Regions from separate parts of the Mus musculus genome. Here regions 2, 3, 4 and 5 are each linked to region 1. Evidence: chromatin contacts called from public Hi-C, HiChIP or PLAC-seq and Micro-C data. All regions are on one chromosome and are shown on one strand. The core of a region is the stretch at or near the end of the contact, and the rest is flanking DNA. Distances in the headings are between cores, read along the strand shown. Region 1 holds the start of Topbp1 (topoisomerase (DNA) II binding protein 1). Region 2 holds the start of Tmem108 (transmembrane protein 108). Region 3 overlaps Ryk (receptor-like tyrosine kinase). Region 4 has its middle 68 kb from the start of Gm31434. Region 5 has its middle 23 kb from the start of Gm31434.

What was found. Hi-C and Micro-C count contacts between places; a contact is called where the count stands out from the background. HiChIP or PLAC-seq counts read pairs in DNA pulled down with a chosen protein or histone mark.
Region 2: a contact with region 1 is called in an H3K4me3 HiChIP or PLAC-seq map of pro-B cells, with 3 times the contacts expected there. The contact joins the promoter of Tmem108 here to the promoter of Topbp1 in region 1. A contact is called at or near these places in 3 of 39 promoter capture datasets (the C10 cell line, hippocampal neurons and pre-B cells), 3 of 484 Hi-C or Micro-C datasets (cortical neurons, epidermal suprabasal cells and pre-B cells) and 2 of 115 datasets of contacts at active chromatin or transcription factors (large pre-B cells and pro-B cells).
Region 3: a Hi-C map of the G1E-ER4 cell line shows a contact between it and region 1, with 2.6 times the contacts expected there. The contact joins the enhancer-like site here to the promoter of Topbp1 in region 1. A contact is called at or near these places in 7 of 39 promoter capture datasets (the 3T3-L1 cell line, 3T3-L1-derived adipocytes, hippocampal neurons and 3 more), 13 of 484 Hi-C or Micro-C datasets (the C2C12 cell line, the G1E-ER4 cell line, the Patski cell line and 7 more), 4 of 115 datasets of contacts at active chromatin or transcription factors (T-cell acute lymphoblastic leukemia, embryonic stem cells, extraembryonic endoderm stem cells and 1 more) and 1 of 9 other capture datasets (embryonic stem cells).
Region 4: a Micro-C map of the G1E-ER4 cell line shows a contact between it and region 1. The contact joins the enhancer-like site here to the promoter of Topbp1 in region 1. A contact is called at or near these places in 2 of 39 promoter capture datasets (the 3T3-L1 cell line and hippocampal neurons), 6 of 484 Hi-C or Micro-C datasets (the G1E-ER4 cell line, the MC3T3-E1 cell line, differentiating embryonic stem cells and 1 more), 8 of 115 datasets of contacts at active chromatin or transcription factors (embryonic stem cells, stem cell-derived neural progenitor cells and trophoblast stem cells) and 1 of 9 other capture datasets (embryonic stem cells).
Region 5: an H3K4me3 HiChIP or PLAC-seq map of embryonic midbrain shows a contact between it and region 1, with 4 times the contacts expected there. The contact joins the enhancer-like site here to the promoter of Topbp1 in region 1. A contact is called at or near these places in 2 of 39 promoter capture datasets (both in the 3T3-L1 cell line), 2 of 484 Hi-C or Micro-C datasets (liver and nephron progenitors), 1 of 115 datasets of contacts at active chromatin or transcription factors (embryonic midbrain) and 1 of 9 other capture datasets (embryonic stem cells).

Annotation. Positions count from the first base shown.
Region 1 is chr9:103,303,804-103,306,731 of GRCm38.p6, forward strand. Topbp1 (topoisomerase (DNA) II binding protein 1) reads left to right here and starts at 1,524. Exons shown (of 28, transcript NM_176979.5): 1 at 1,524-1,568; 2 at 2,294-2,384. The coding sequence starts at 2,301.
Region 2 is chr9:103,760,271-103,763,198 of GRCm38.p6, forward strand. It overlaps Tmem108 (transmembrane protein 108), which reads right to left and starts at 1,567. Exons shown (of 6, transcript NM_178638.4): 1 at 1,485-1,567.
Region 3 is chr9:102,888,934-102,891,861 of GRCm38.p6, forward strand. Ryk (receptor-like tyrosine kinase) reads left to right here. Exons shown (of 15, transcript NM_013649.3): 10 at 2,283-2,352. Among named protein-coding and RNA genes, the nearest start is that of Ryk, 55 kb to the left of the region's middle. Within about 2 kb of position 1,413, at least 18 of the 459 cell types and tissues checked have an H3K27ac peak or open chromatin away from gene starts, as enhancers often do. A contact at or near this core is called in the G1E-ER4 cell line, where this site is marked.
Region 4 is chr9:102,933,201-102,936,128 of GRCm38.p6, forward strand. No RefSeq gene overlaps it. Among named protein-coding and RNA genes, the nearest start is that of Gm31434, 68 kb to the right of the region's middle. Within about 2 kb of position 1,376, at least 46 of the 459 cell types and tissues checked have an H3K27ac peak or open chromatin away from gene starts, as enhancers often do. A contact at or near this core is called in the G1E-ER4 cell line and trophoblast stem cells, where this site is marked.
Region 5 is chr9:102,978,072-102,980,999 of GRCm38.p6, forward strand. No RefSeq gene overlaps it. Among named protein-coding and RNA genes, the nearest start is that of Gm31434, 23 kb to the right of the region's middle. Within about 2 kb of position 1,445, at least 39 of the 459 cell types and tissues checked have an H3K27ac peak or open chromatin away from gene starts, as enhancers often do. A contact at or near this core is called in liver, where this site is marked.

The DNA.
Region 1 (2,928 bases), core at 274-2,773:
TTTTGTTTGTTTGTTTGTTTGTTTGTTTTTCGAGACAGGGTTTCTCTGTGTAGCCCAGACTGTCCTGGAACTCACTTTGTAGACCAGGCTGGTCTTGAACTCAGAAATCCCGCCTGCCTCTGTCTCTGCCTCCTGAGTGCTGGGATTAAAGGCGTGATCCACCACTGCCCCCGGCTACCCTTAGCAACTTTTAAGAGGTAACATAAGAATGGGGTTTTGGTTAGAACCTAAGAGTTTTCTTACTGTAGATAGGCCAGAATAGTCAGATATTACCTGGGGACAGTGAAAAATGAGAAAGGGCATGAGCTATCAAAGGTGGCAGGATCTAACTGGATTTTTACAAGGAGAACGACCAGTAGTCAGACTACAGGTTTGGCTAAGTAAAGATTCTTTGTCACAAAATGCCGGAAGTACACATCAGAAAAGAAAAAAACCAACTTCTGTAATAAACTGTGCCGGGAAAATTGGATAGCCATACATAAAAGAAGGAAACTAGATCTTAATCTCTCTTGCGTTACACAAATATCAACTCCAAATGGATTAAAGACCTTAATGTCAGAACTGAAATCCTGAAACCAAAATAGTCAAGGGCTTTCTGAATAGGGCCCTAGTTGCTCAGGATATAATACGAACAACGGACAAATGAAATGGGATTGCGTGAAGTTAAAAGGTTGTGCACAGCAAAGAAAAATTAATCAAATGAATAAGCATACAGATGGGAGAAAATCTTTGCCAATTATACACCTGATAGAGGATATCTAGAAATACTTTTTTTTGGGGGGGGGGGGGTGGAGTTTCAAGACAGGTTTCTCTATATAGTCCTGGCTGTCCTGGAACTCACTTTGTAGACCAGGCTGGCAACTCAGAAATCCGCCTGCCTCTGCCTCCCAAGTGCTGGGATTAAAGGTGTGCTCTACCACTGCTCGGCTTAGAAATACATATTTTAAAAGTCTTGAATGTGAATATAACCTAATCAATAATCTAGCGTGCCTTTCATCACCCAGTCTTCTTTCCGTTACTGTTTTTGGCTTTGGTAAGGATTGATTGTTCATCCACTTTGGGGAGTCAGACCTTGACTTTCTTAACATCCTCCCACCCACAAGCCGCTATTAGCTTCATGCGCTGCCCCGGCACCGTCAGGAGAACTCGCCACTGGACCCCCTCGCCCCACTTCTGCACGTTCTGGACTTAAGGCTGATCGGTCCGGCCGCCCGCAGGCCCTCGCCACGAACGATGAGCTGCGCCGCAGCCGAAACTGTTGCCGCAAACCCAGACCCCAGAGCATCTCGGGAAAGCGTGCCCAAGGACCGCCCTCTTCCGACCGCTCCGCTTCCCAGAGCGGGGGCCCCGATGACGCCACTTCCTCCGGAAGAGGTGTGGCGTCCGCTCGGTTGGCGCGAAAGTCGGTTCCCGGTCTTGGCCCTTCCGGGTTCTGCAGCGTTAGCTTCGGGTTGGGGGCGCCGCCGAGGGCGGGGGCTGCGCGCCGGGCTGGCGCCCGACCCCAGCCGCCGTCCTGCCGGCCGCGCGCCCCCCGACTTGGTGCCCGTGGGCCCTCGGGCTCCACCTAGGTGAGCGAGCTTCGGCTCCTCCCGGCCGGCGTGGCCGCCCGGCGCCTCTTGCGGCCTTCGCGCCTCTCCTAACCGGCGGGTGGGCCTCAGGTCCCTGGGGAGCCGCGGCCTGGACGCTCCTTTCCCTGGGAGCTGGGCCGAGCGTGCACGACCTTGCACGGTGGCTGCTTGCGTTCAGAGTTCGTTAACTTAGGAGCAAATCTTGCGGGCTGTGGGTACCCGTAGCCGCAGCGGCGCCCTGCGTCGTCTTAAGCCCCATGCAAGTGAACAGTGAGTGACTGAGGACCAAACCAAGGGTCTCAGGGGATTCAATCAGGAACGTTCATTTTGTTCTCACGTTTGCAAGGATCCGTGTCCTTTTTTTTCTTCTTCGACTTTGCCCACCTTCTGGGGCCCTTTGTAAACATCTTGAATGAATTGATGAACCAAGCCAGATAGCTATGTCTTAGGCACTCTTGTCTGCATAAGAAAATAGTTGATTTGCAGGCCGGGCGGTAGTGGCACACTCCCTTTTTTGCCAGCTTGAGTGAGGCAGAGGCCGAGCATCTCTTGAGTGCCAGGCAGACCTAGTCTACAGAGCGAATTCCAGGACTGCCAGGGCTTGTCTCAAAACTAAAAAAAAAAAAAAAAAAAACCAAAAACCCTACAAAAATAGTTGACTTGTACATTTAATTCCCTGATTGACTGACTGACTTTTGTTCTTCTTGACTGCCTTATTCTCACAGTTCAGCTATGTCCAGAAATGACCAAGAGCCGTTTCTTGTGAAGTTTTTAAAGTCTTCGGACAATTCAGAATGCTTTTTTAAAGCTCTTGAGGTAAGAATTAATGGATATGTCTTATTTGATACTTGAGCTCATTTTCATGTTTTAAATGTTTTTGCTTTGTTGGATTTTATGTCTTAGAAGTAGATAATTTTAATGAAATTTTGCTATAGCATATGCTTAATACAGATAAATCACTGCTATATAATTTTTAGTTGATGCAAGTTTACCATTATATTTTTTGGGAGGATTGAAATCTATTGTGACAATTGGATGTTAACCTACAGTTTGATCCCCTACCCCCGCCCGGTCTGTGTCTGTTTGTGTGTGTGTCTGAGCCATCTTCCCAGTCCTCTGACTTAGAGTTCCTGACTTGTTTTGTTTACTAACCCCATTGATCCTTTAAGCACTGAAAAACGGAGTCACAATGCAATAGTTTTGGTTCATTGCTTGCTCTCTCTCTTTCTCTCTGTCTCTCTCTCTCTGTCTCTCATACACACACACACACACACACACACACACACACACACACACACACATATTCATGAATGAATGAATGATGGGAGTAGTTTTGAGCTTTGCCATTCACAAACCCTAG
Region 2 (2,928 bases), core at 317-2,816, 460 kb after region 1:
TGTTTGCTTTTCTTTTTTTAAACTTGCCCAATGAATTGAAATTTTCAGCAAGTAAAATGAATATTGTGTAATTCAATAAATTAAATTGAGTATTTTGCTGGCACAAGGTATGCTTGTTTTAGATGCCTAAGAAAAAAGCAACTTCACACGAGGGAAGAAGGGGCCTTACAGTAGGATCAGAATGTCCCCAGAGAGTCGGGCAGAGACTGAGTCACCTTAAGTTCTGAATGGGTGACACGGAAACTCTGGCAATTGGCTGAACCAGTTTTTACAAAGCCAGGTGCATCAGATTAGTTAACCCGCGGAAAACTCATGGGATCTTTCAAGTTTCACGTCTTTTAGACGCCTCGCATGTCATTGCTACTGTGTTTGGGGACACTCCCCAAGAACCTGCCTTTTAAGCACCATTTTAAACTCTTGGACACACCCTCCCTCTTCTAAAGGATTCTAGGGAGATTTCCTCCCCCCACACCCCATCTCTTTGGCAGTCAAATGGTCTTTAAATAAATAATAAAAAAAACCCATACACTTTAGCAAAGATTTACAAAGTGCATCTTAGACCCTACCTCCCCTCTCCCTCTGTTGCTTGCCCTCCTGACAGACTGAAACTAAGTACCCTCTTGAATAGACCTAGAAAGTCACAGAACCCACCCCCACCCCGCGTCTTCTATCTTCTTGAAGAAGCCTCTCAGTGCACTGTCTGGTCTGCAGTTCACTGCAGGCAAATTCCCTCACTATTTCCCAGTCACCAGTTACACTGTCTCTGGAAACCGGTTTTTGTGACCTGCTCTATCTAATTGTTTTAAAGGGAAAAATATTTAAGGTTTGTAACGCATCTCTGGATTCTCTCCGTAGGTTCCGAGCATTGTATTTCGGTGAAGTCTGGGGTGAGGGCAGGCTCGAGGTCCAGCGGACAGACAGGGTAGCCTTCCCCAGGGCACCCTTTTCCAGGCAGCACAGGCTCGGTTCCCCCACGATGCTCGCTCCCGCATCGAGGCAGAAGAATCATCAGCTGCGCTATGAATTCCGCTTCTCTCGCAGTCACCGGATTAGTTCGGGTCTCAAGGGCTCGAACCAAAGTGACACTACCCTCTCCCCGACCCTTTCGTTCTCCTATGCGACAGGTCCCACTGCATGGAAGCCACCTTCTGCCCAGACCCAGTCCAGCGCCCGTGGCGCCCTCGCAGCGCCTCAGGAGCCCTTCCCCTGGGGAGGGGACCGGTGGCAGCATCCCTCCGGGGCGGGAAACAAAGGCCGAGGCGAGGCGACCAGGTGGGCAAGCCTCTTCGGGCACAGCCGCGGTGACCGCGGGGAGGATGGCGAGATGTATCAGAGGGTGGGAAAAGGGAAACCAAGGCTCGGAGACTAGCGAATGCTTGGGCTGCATCCTCCCTAGTGCAGGGCTCCCGGGGCAGGCGAACCCAGAGCCATCCCCCGCCGCTCCCTGGGACCCGGCATCAGAGGGACCGCCCCACTCCGCTCACCTCGGGAGAAGCGCTCCGGCTCCCTCCGACGGCTCCGGAGAAAGCCCCGCCGCTCGCGCTCGCGCACGCGCACTCGCGCCTTCGCCCCTCCGGCCCCCGCGGGCGCCCCTCCGACCGGGCTCTGGCCCGCCCCGGCCCTGTCCGTCAGCGTCCGCGAGAACCAATCGTGTCGCGTGGACAGCCCAGCGCTGGTCACGTGGCCTCACAAGCCAATCACCAAATTGCCCTCGGCAAGCGCCTGGCTCCGATGTCCCCGGGGGTTCGGTTGCTACCTAGTAGAGCGGGTGCGAGGCGGGCACAAAGGGCTGAGTCCCTTATTTCCGCGGATGAGTGGCGTCCAGTTGGCCAATTCCTACATCTAGTTATTTCTTAGATCCTAGCTTAAATAAGAATCACCTGGGAGTCTAGTTAAAGTCTGGGGTGTAAGCTCGAGAATCTGCATTTCTTACAAGTCCCCAAGTAGTGATGAACCTTCTCTTGGTCCAAGGCCATGCTTTAAGGAGCACTGTCAAAAAATGATGTGGCTAGCCCCTGCCCCGTTTATTTGTAAGTTTCACGACCTTTCTTGCCCTTCAGTGTTGAAGAGCATTCAGACGTGTGGTGAAGTGATGAGACCTAGAGTTTGAACAGCAGCTGAGGAAAGGGTATGGAGTATACCTGGGCCAACTTTATGTGTATGTGGAACAGACTGAGTAGAGACAAATGAGAACACTCCGTGCTAAAGTGCTCACACGTGTGGCTCAGTATCACTATGCGAGACTTGACCAGATACGAGAGAAACCATCCAAGTGGTTCCAGCCTTGTAGAATCTCAACAGCCTGTAATAAGACTTTACGTTTGAATTTTAAAACAATGTTTTAAAATAGCAGTCCTTAGCCTATCTGTCGCGACCCCGTTAAGGACCATGGCTACATATATTTTTATGTTATAACTCATATCAGTAGCAAAATTACAGTTATAAAGTAGGAAAACAATTTTATGGTGGGGGGGGGGGTCACCACAATATGAGGAACCATGTTAAAGGGTCGCAGCATGAGGAAGGTTGAGAACCACTGTTCTAAAAGGATGGAGATGTAAGTAACTAACGCTTTGGACAATTTAGGTATAAAATGCAGAGCTTGAAACGTAGTTTCCCTTGAGGGTTTTTAAAGTTATCTAAATAATCCTTTGTTGCTAAGTCAGATAACCAATGCCTCTGCATCCTCAAACTTGAGATGGACATTTTTTAGACTAGACAACTAACAGGTTTGCTGTCCAGTATTGCCAAGTTTATTATTCAACAATGTTTCAGGATAGTTCAAGAGCACATACACACACATACACACACACAGAGACACACACACATACATACACACACTGTCTCCCTATGTAGTTGAGGCTGGCCTGGAATTTATGACCCTCTCTCAGTGTTCCAAGTGCTGGGATGCTGGGCATGCTGTACCAT
Region 3 (2,928 bases), core at 163-2,662, 410 kb before region 1:
TGTGCTCAGATCCACAGTGCCTCATATAGATATTTTTTTACATTGTTTACCTTTTGTTCTCTCCCCCACTTGATCTCTTACACGCTGTGTAGTGCCCTAAGACATGCCTGTTTCTTCAACCCTTACCCTGACTGCCACCCTTTACCCTTACCCGTGTGTTAGGTAAGCAGGTGTTCATGTACATGTGTGCATACATGCAGAGATCCCAGGAGTCAGCCTTAGGATTCTCTAATCAAGTGTTATCCGCCTTTTTGCTTTCTTTTTAAATTATCTTTATTTTATTTTAGTTTAGTTTATGTATATGAATGTTTTGCCTGCATGTGTGTATTTGTACCACCTGGGTGCTCTGGGCCCCTGGGAGGGTGTTAGATCCCCTGGAACAGACAGTTGTCAGACACCAATGGGTAGGTGCTGGGATTTGAACCCAAGTTCTCTGGAAAAGCAGCCAGTACTTCTAACCACTGAGCCATCTCTCCCCAAATCCTCCTTGATCTTTGAGACATCTCTCTCTCTTTCTCTCTGGGACCTAGGGCTTTCCAGTTAGGCTAGGCAGACTGGTCAGCGAGCTCCAGAGATCCACCTGGATCTGCCTCCACAGCTCGGGCTGTAAGCACGTGCCAGCGTGCCCCGCTCTTTTTCATGACCATCAGATTTGCTAGGAAGGCAAGCGCCTTACAGACTAGTCCTTCTTTCCGATCTAAGGAGTGCTCCTTTCTGAGAAAGAAACTAAGCACTTGGCAGAGATTGAGAGGAAATTATTTTTGAGTAGAAGATGTAAAGTTTTTTTGAGATTTACAGTAACTGTTTCTAAATGTACGTAAGGGAGTAGGTGGGAAGGACGGAGGGCTTATGTATATTATTTCTAAAACTTCAGGTTTTACTAGTCATAACTAAAACATCTAGAATTTACTGCCTGTAGTTTAACAAAGTTGCCCGTTTAGAACTTCTACAAATCCTTAAACCCCTCCGCATTCAAACGGTTCAACTCGCTGCTTTGTTTTGTGTTTGTTTCCTCCCCTTAGCTCCCAAAACATTTAATATTTTGTTAGACGATAGTGGGCTTTCTGACTAATTTTGAAGGATAATTTACATGACTCTTTTTACATTTTACTCTTTATAATTATAAGGTTTGAGCCACAAGTATTGTAAAGGAACTGCTTTTTGTTTTCTTATTTTTCTTAAGGAAATACTTTATTTTAATGGCAGTACTTTTGGATTTATAAATACTCCATGCATCATAGTGAGTCCTGAATTCAATCCTGAGTTAGTGTGGAAAGGAAATAAGAGTGATAAGAAAGCGCAGCACAGATCCTGCAGCTCTGTGATAAGCCTTCGCTCTGTGCTGGAGCTGTGGCCACCGCGCCCCCCCCCTCCGCTCCCCAACCCCAGTAACTACTGTGTTCTCCCTGACGGGAGGGAAACAGGAACAAACACAGTGAGTCCTTAGCACTCAGCCATGGCTTATGTGGGCTGGGGACATGCAGTGGTGCTCGTTTGCATAGGCCACATGGCTGAGGTGCTCCACGTTTATCTTTTAGAGTATTGATTCTCTGTTGATGCTGTGTCCTGCTGACAAACATCCCTCACAGGCTGGTGAGCTCTATTTCATCTTAATGCGTGCTGCACAGATAGTAGCTCAACAAAGAATAGGGTTTGGGGGTTTGGGGTTTTGTTTTAGAGAATGCAAATTTTTATGGGGAAAATTGAAGCCTTTTTTTTTTTAAGTTTAATAATTTTGTTCAGAGATCTAATAGATATCCAGTGTCAGTTTCCAAAGACTGAAGTCAGAAATGTCACCTGGATCAAAACCCATGAATTTAGATACTAGAAATAAAATGGAGCCAGGCACAATACACCGTGCTTAGGAGGCGGAGGCAGGAGGATCGGAAGTTGGAGGCCACCTTAGGCTACATACTAAGACTTTGTAACAGTGCAGCAAAGTGTGAAATCTAAGTTCTCTCATCCCCGGAGCCCACAGAAAGGGTGTGACATGGTTCTTCTCACCGTCAGGGGACAACATGGTCCCCAGGTAGTTTTGATTTTTCAAGTAACTTTGTTTTTAAACCGTAATGTGCCTTATGGAACCTTACCAGATTCTGTCATCTGCTCCGGAGTTTCTGTGAAAGCTGCCGTCTCCAGCCAGGGTCTGTCGGCTGCCCTGGGCTGGAGGCTGCTTGTAAGTTACAATGAAAATTGACCCTAGGTAACGAAATGTTAGTGTAACACGTACAGTATTAATCACGGCAGTGGTTTTTGTTTTTGTCTTTGTTTTTAATACATAGACCAAGCATCTGAAGTTCAGGTGACGATGATGCTCACCGAGAGCTGCAAGCTTCGAGGTCTGCACCACAGGTGAGAGCGAGGCTGCGCTTCAGCACCGAGCACAGTGCGACTCCGCACACTTACTCACTTTTTAAGAATGTTATGTCTTGTTCAGAACTGAATTCTTTTGGAAATTCTTTATTTGTTTTCCTTCTGAGTATAAAGGTAAATGCGTGCTCATTGAAAGCAATTTGTAAACAGCAAAGGACGAAGATGGTAGAGAACAGGATGTAAGCTATGTAAATAATAAATGTGCACAACTAAGCTTTCTAAAAGAGTCTACGTATCATGTACCTGTCTCCCTTTAACAAATATGACAGGGTGATGCATACATTAAAGAAAATTGCTACAAAAATTTATATCTATGGAACACCAAGGCCAAAAATAATTAACCATCCATCCTTAGATACAATGAGGTTAATGGTCTGCCATGTACTGTTGAGTGTGTATGCATGCCAGTGTGTGTGTGTGTGTATGTGTGTATGTGTATGCATGCCCGTGTGTGTGTGTGTGTGTGTGTGTGTGTGTGTGTGTAACTACCTGAGATCTTGTATCTAGAAATAGCCATCTATGTATTTGTCTGTAGAGATATTTTATAATAAATTT
Region 4 (2,928 bases), core at 126-2,625, 370 kb before region 1:
TTTAAATTTTTACTTGATGAGCCCAGGATCTTATGTCAGGCTAAAATATTTTTTGAAAGAAAAAAAAAAAAAAAGCATGTGTACCAAATATGGACAGACCTTTTTTTTTTTTTTTGCCAGTATCCGTTATACAGTATAGTGACTACTTCTAGCATTTGTATTAGGCATAATAAGTAATTTAGAGATGGCTTCAATAACATGAGAGGACTTGTAAGAATTATATGCAAACACTCATGCATTCTGTAGAAAGGACTTTGAACTTCCAAGGCGTAGGAGAGAATTCTGGAGCCAAGCCTAAGCAACATTGCAAGGACATTTTAGAGGGTTAGCATGGTGACATATATCCATGCTATTCAATGCCACGGTGACTGTCTATTATAACAAATTACCTTTTATATACAAGTTATTGTTATCATTATATTTATTATTGTGTGTCTCGCACACATGTAATGTTATCTCATGTGCACAGTCAAAGGACAGCTTGCAGGGGTAGCCTACCTCTTCCCACCGTGGGTTCTGGAGATCAGACTCAGAGCCCCAGGCTTATACAGCAAGGGCCTTAACCCACCAAGCCATCTTGCCAGCCCATGTCCTTCAAAAAGGCACTCTACTTTACATAACAAGGAACGCCAACAATTCTAAGTAGTATTTTATAATAATACTTTTAAAGGCCCAGAATTAGAAGTCTTACAGATTTTTGGAAAATGGAATAGTAATTTTTCCGTTTTATTTCCAAAATCATATCTGTGTCAGGCTGCCCTACCTCTTGTTCTGAGTGCGCGATTTATTTTTACGGGGCTTTCCAATGTATGTGATTTTATTGCCAACAATAACAGATAACTTTGTTTGTATAGTCTGGACAGACACGCCGCTTCTTCATTCCTGTTTGAAGACTGTCTAGGACAGTCCTCAAACATTGGCGGGGACAACTTCCATCCGCCCTCTTCCCATCAGAGGGCTTCATTGGACCTTGTCTCTCTGTTTCTCTGTATTCTTTGTGCTCTATATATTTATTTATATTTGTGTGTGTGTGTGTGTGTGTGTGTGTTTAAGCTAGTTCCATTCTTGAGTCGATTGGCCCAATTTAGGGGTTTTAGGGCCTCACAGAGCTTTCTTATCTCTTGTTCTTAGTGTTATCTGTCTGAAGAACTGCAGTGGTCACGTGACACTCTGTTCAGCGGTACTCAGACTGGCTTTTTTGCTCAGCAGTCCTTTTAAGCAGACCTTTAGAGGCAACCTCAGATAATCCATGACGTTGGGTGTAAGGTCCGTCTTTTTGTTTTCCTTCTCAGGGAGGAGCTACACCTTGGTGGGGCGTCTGCCTGGATAACCTGTGCTGTGCGGTGTAGAGGGAGGGGCGTGATCGAATCCACCCATCTCCGAAAGTGGCCCTCCCTCTTTCACTGGAATGCGGTTTTGGTTTTCTGACAGCCAGTGTGCCCATAGCTTCTCCTTGTTCACTGGCGCTCTCCCAAAGGCATTCGGGCCCATGGCTTGTTACTAACTGTGGCTGTGGCTGAGGCCTCCTAGTGCGACATCTTGTTCGTATCGTTTCCCTCAGAGTGTTCAAATAGTTTCAAAATAATTTTAAACACGATTGTGGTGGAGTTTTGTCTTTTTTTTTTTTTGTAACCTAAAAATAACAAGAAACAGAAGATTATTTTTTCCATATGCTTGTGCCTTGCTATAATTTTATTACTAATTTGTAATTATGCTTAACTACCATTCATGAATATGGGTGGGGCTTAGGAGATTTGTTTTGTAGTCTATTATAGGATTTTCTTATTAGTTTACTATAGGATTTGCTATTCACGCCTCTCTTCATCATTTCCTTCTAGATCACCCAGGGTGTACGGGTACAAGTGTACAAATCGACATTTATCAATAATAGATCATAAGGAAGATCATTTTAAAACAATTCCTTGACACTTATTAAAGACAAAATTATACTAATGGGATGTGTGTATAGAGATCTAATAAACCGGTTAGATACACACTAAGAACTGTCCGTGGAAAAAAATTAGTCTTTTTTTTTTTTAATTACATAATTAAACCGATGTGTTTCTAAAAGAGCAGAAAAGCACAGTAGCGTCAAACTTGAGCCAAGGCATCTCAGTGAGACCTTGTCGTCGTGTGTCGAGTGTACAGTGCAAGGCGCAAAGCTTCCGGGAGGTTGGAGGTTGCCCTGTGCAGCATGGGTGAGCATGATCGGAAGGGGTGAGCGCGATCAGAAGGGGTGCGCATGATCAGAAGCAGCTTGGGTTTCATGTCATGTTTGTCTTGGGGTTCACGTTTAGTCCGTGCGCATTCAGAAACCTTTAACCTCAGCCACATTTTCACAACCCCCACAGTGAGTTGTGTGACCTCAGGTGGGGTCATGACTTATTTTAAGAAGCTTTGCTATAATGCTAAGTCTTGTGATGACGCCAGCTGGTTGTCGTTGTTGTTTGTTTATTAGCGTGTTCATTTTCTTTTGAGTAAAATGTCCCAACTTTATCTTGGTTTCCCTCAACTTTGCCTTTTAATATTCTGAACCGTGACCTCTTATGGTAAAACTGCCTGAGCCCTAGTTCCTTAGAGACATTTGGGGGAAGCTGAGGAGCGCCCTTGAAGTCCTGTTTCTGTACTAACAGTAACTTTCTGTATTAACAGTTACACAGTTGTGATGCACACCTGCGATCTTCATTTGAGTAGGAAACATGTTCAGGTGTAAAGGCTTATAATCGCCATGTGCTTTTGTTACTGAGTGTAATCTTTATTACACACCTTATTTAACATCTTATTAGGCTTGTTATTAGACCCCATTCCATGTCACTATGTGGCCTGTAACTTTCTTTTTTTTTTTTTAAAGCCTTTTTTTTTATAGGATATTTTCTTTATTTACACTTAAAATGTTATCCCCTTTCCTGATTTTCCCCCTGGAAATCC
Region 5 (2,928 bases), core at 195-2,694, 330 kb before region 1:
CCTGGTGACGCAGGGCCAGGAGGTTAAGCCCAGAATAATCATAATGAAAACAATCTGTTTGCACCATTGATGTTTCCAGAAATTCTTGGGAGCAAGTCCAAGGTGGAGAACCCCAACCGGAAGTGCTGCTGGTTGGAACTGAGAGGGTAGCGGTGGGACCAAGGGCCAGAAGAGAGCATCTTCCTCTGCTTCCAAGAGCAGGGGCAGGGTGGGAGGGGAGGTGGCAGGCCCAGGGAAGCAGCAGCCAGGGGAGGGGGAAGGGGGTCTGTGAGCTGCAGAAACAACAGCTGGATTTAATGTTCTTGGAAACAGTCCTTTGCTGGAATCAATTTGTTCTTCCTCTTCTGAAATTTCAGGGCTGAATCCTCAGGAAATCTGCCTACAATGAGGTGGGACAGCCGACCACAGGCCACCTACCACCACGTCCAAGGGGATATAAAAGACACTAAAATAAGGCAAAGGTCTGACAGGGCAGCCAACTGTCTGCTTGTATCTCCACAACTTCAAGGGTAGTTCTCAGCAGGAGCCTGGCCTGGGGCTAATGAGGCAGAAAGAGGCCTTGCTTGATCTTAATGGAAGACACCTTTCTCTCCTCCTCACTAGGGCCACTTAGGGGAAATCCCATTCTTGTCCTAGGCTTGATCCATTACCATGTATCAGAACTTTTTTAAAAAATTATTTTTATTCTATATGTGTTGGTGTTTTACCTGCATGTATGTCTGTGTGAAGGTGTCAGAGCTTGGAGTTACAGAGTTGTGAGCTGCCAAGTGGGTGCTGGGTCCTTTGGAAGAGCATTCAGTGCTTTTAGCCACTGAGTCATCTTTCCAGCCCGTGTGTCAGAATTTTGTGCTAAGAAAGACCTTGGAAAGAATATGGTTAGAGGGGTCATTGAGATTTTAGCAAGATGACCTTTCTAGCTACCTGCCCAGGCTTCCTCCTGTCTCCTGGCTCTGTCTTCCTTTAAACCTGCCAAATTCTTCCCAGTAGGAAAGGTTCAGGGCTTCCAAGCTTGACCACCCTGGGTCTCCTTGGAGCCGTGGGTGTGGATCTGTATACATTGGGATTGTGTGGGCTCTAGTGTGTGTGAGTCTCTGCACACTGGAGGACACTCACCTGCTAGTACATATGTAGTGTTAGGCCCTGGAACTAGGGTAAGGCTTAGGGTGGGACTAGACACTGGAGTCTTGGGACTCAGGTTGGTTCCTGGAGGACTTTGGCTGAAGCTGATATTAGATTGAAGGCAGGCCGGTCAGATAAGTCATCCCAGAAAGAATGGCTCAGGGAGGACATTTAGAATGTAACTGGAAGAGGGACTTGGGAGGACACCCAAGGCAAAAGGAGTGAGCCAGGGAGCCAGAAACCAAGAGCACAGTTGGGAAACACCCACTAGTCCTTGCTGTCTGCAGGACTGGGTCTACATGAGGCTCAACAGCCATCTGGCCACCATCTGTTGAGTACCCTCTGTATGTGTAGTGTTGTCCTAGGTTCTAGAGGCCAAGCTGGAGGAGACAGTTGAGAGTTCAGCATGAGTTCCTGCTTTCTGTTTCCCACACACACAGGGACCCTGCTCTGTGGGTTCTAGAAGAAACGAGACATGGTCTATACCCTCTAGGATTCCCTGAGCTCAGGCAAGACTCCATAGGTCCATTACAAAACGGAGTGCAGTGGGATGTGGGAGCTGCCAAGGCAGGTTGTTGGAAATTGTACTTACTTTCTTATCCTAATCTTAATCTGCATACACCAGGGCTGCAGAGCCAGGTCTGTGCATCATTCTACCTGGGAACGAGCATCCAGACTCATGGGATATACACGTATGTTTTCCTTGCCTCCAAGGAAGATTCTCAAAGGATGGCATCCCGAACAGACGCCTGGGCCTCGGTGTGCTCTGGGAGCTCAGTGTTCATATCTCCTTGGGAGAATGTGGGCCTGAGTATCAGAGGGTTTCCATGGAGACCTCTGGCCTGGCCTGGTGTGAGAGTTCCAGCGAAGGGAAGCGAGTGCGGGCAGGGAGGGGACATCGTTTCTGATGCTTCTGTTGCTGCAGTTGGCTCCACCTCCGTCTCTGCCGTGCTTTGCTTTCCAGGTTACTCAGTAACTCTGCACTGAGTCGGGTTGGACTGGGCCAGTGAGAGACCATCCGACTAGTCAGTGAGGAGTGTGGTGGAGCTTCAGGCAGTGTTTCGGGAGAGCAGACCTCTTTTCAAGTGTTACAGCTCTTAGGACAGAAGCTCTTGGATGAACACAGTCGTTCTCACACACCTCTAATCCTTCCAGATAGGATTCTTATATACAGTTTGGGGGTGGGTCAGGGTCTGACAACAGGTTCTTCTCAATGGTTTGGTCTGAGAGCTTTGGGGAAACCTTATTTGCATGTGGGAGGGCTTGGTGCTGCTGACTGATGGCCACACACCTCTCTGCAGGGGGCTATGGGAGGCTGTAGCTGCAACAGGAGCCAGGGGCCCAGGAGTCATGATCGAACACCTTCTATCCAATGCAAGTGGAAATCACCACCCACTGGGTCACCAGGGTTTCAGACCTTTGCTCGACTGGGGACCAGGCTGCCTGTGCACAGTTCACCGCCCCACAGGTGAACAAGACCTAGCACACTAACTTCCCACACTGTGGGTGTTATCAGGTCCCAGGCAAAGAGAAATGCAGCCTACCAGCTCCCTTGCTTCATATCTAATGGCCGGCCGACCCCTTAGGCAGACCTTGGTATCTCCCTAGGATAGCAGGGGAGATGTTTTGAAAACACCTTCCTTTTCCTGCCACCACAAAGTCCTCCACAGGACTTGATAGAGCAGGTTCCACCTTATGGACAAGGCTACAGAGGCTGGGGTGGTAGAGTAGCTATCTCAGGAGCATGCATTGCCACTACTGTCTGCCTCTGGCAACTTCCCCTAAATACAGGTCATATGTGCTGTGCTC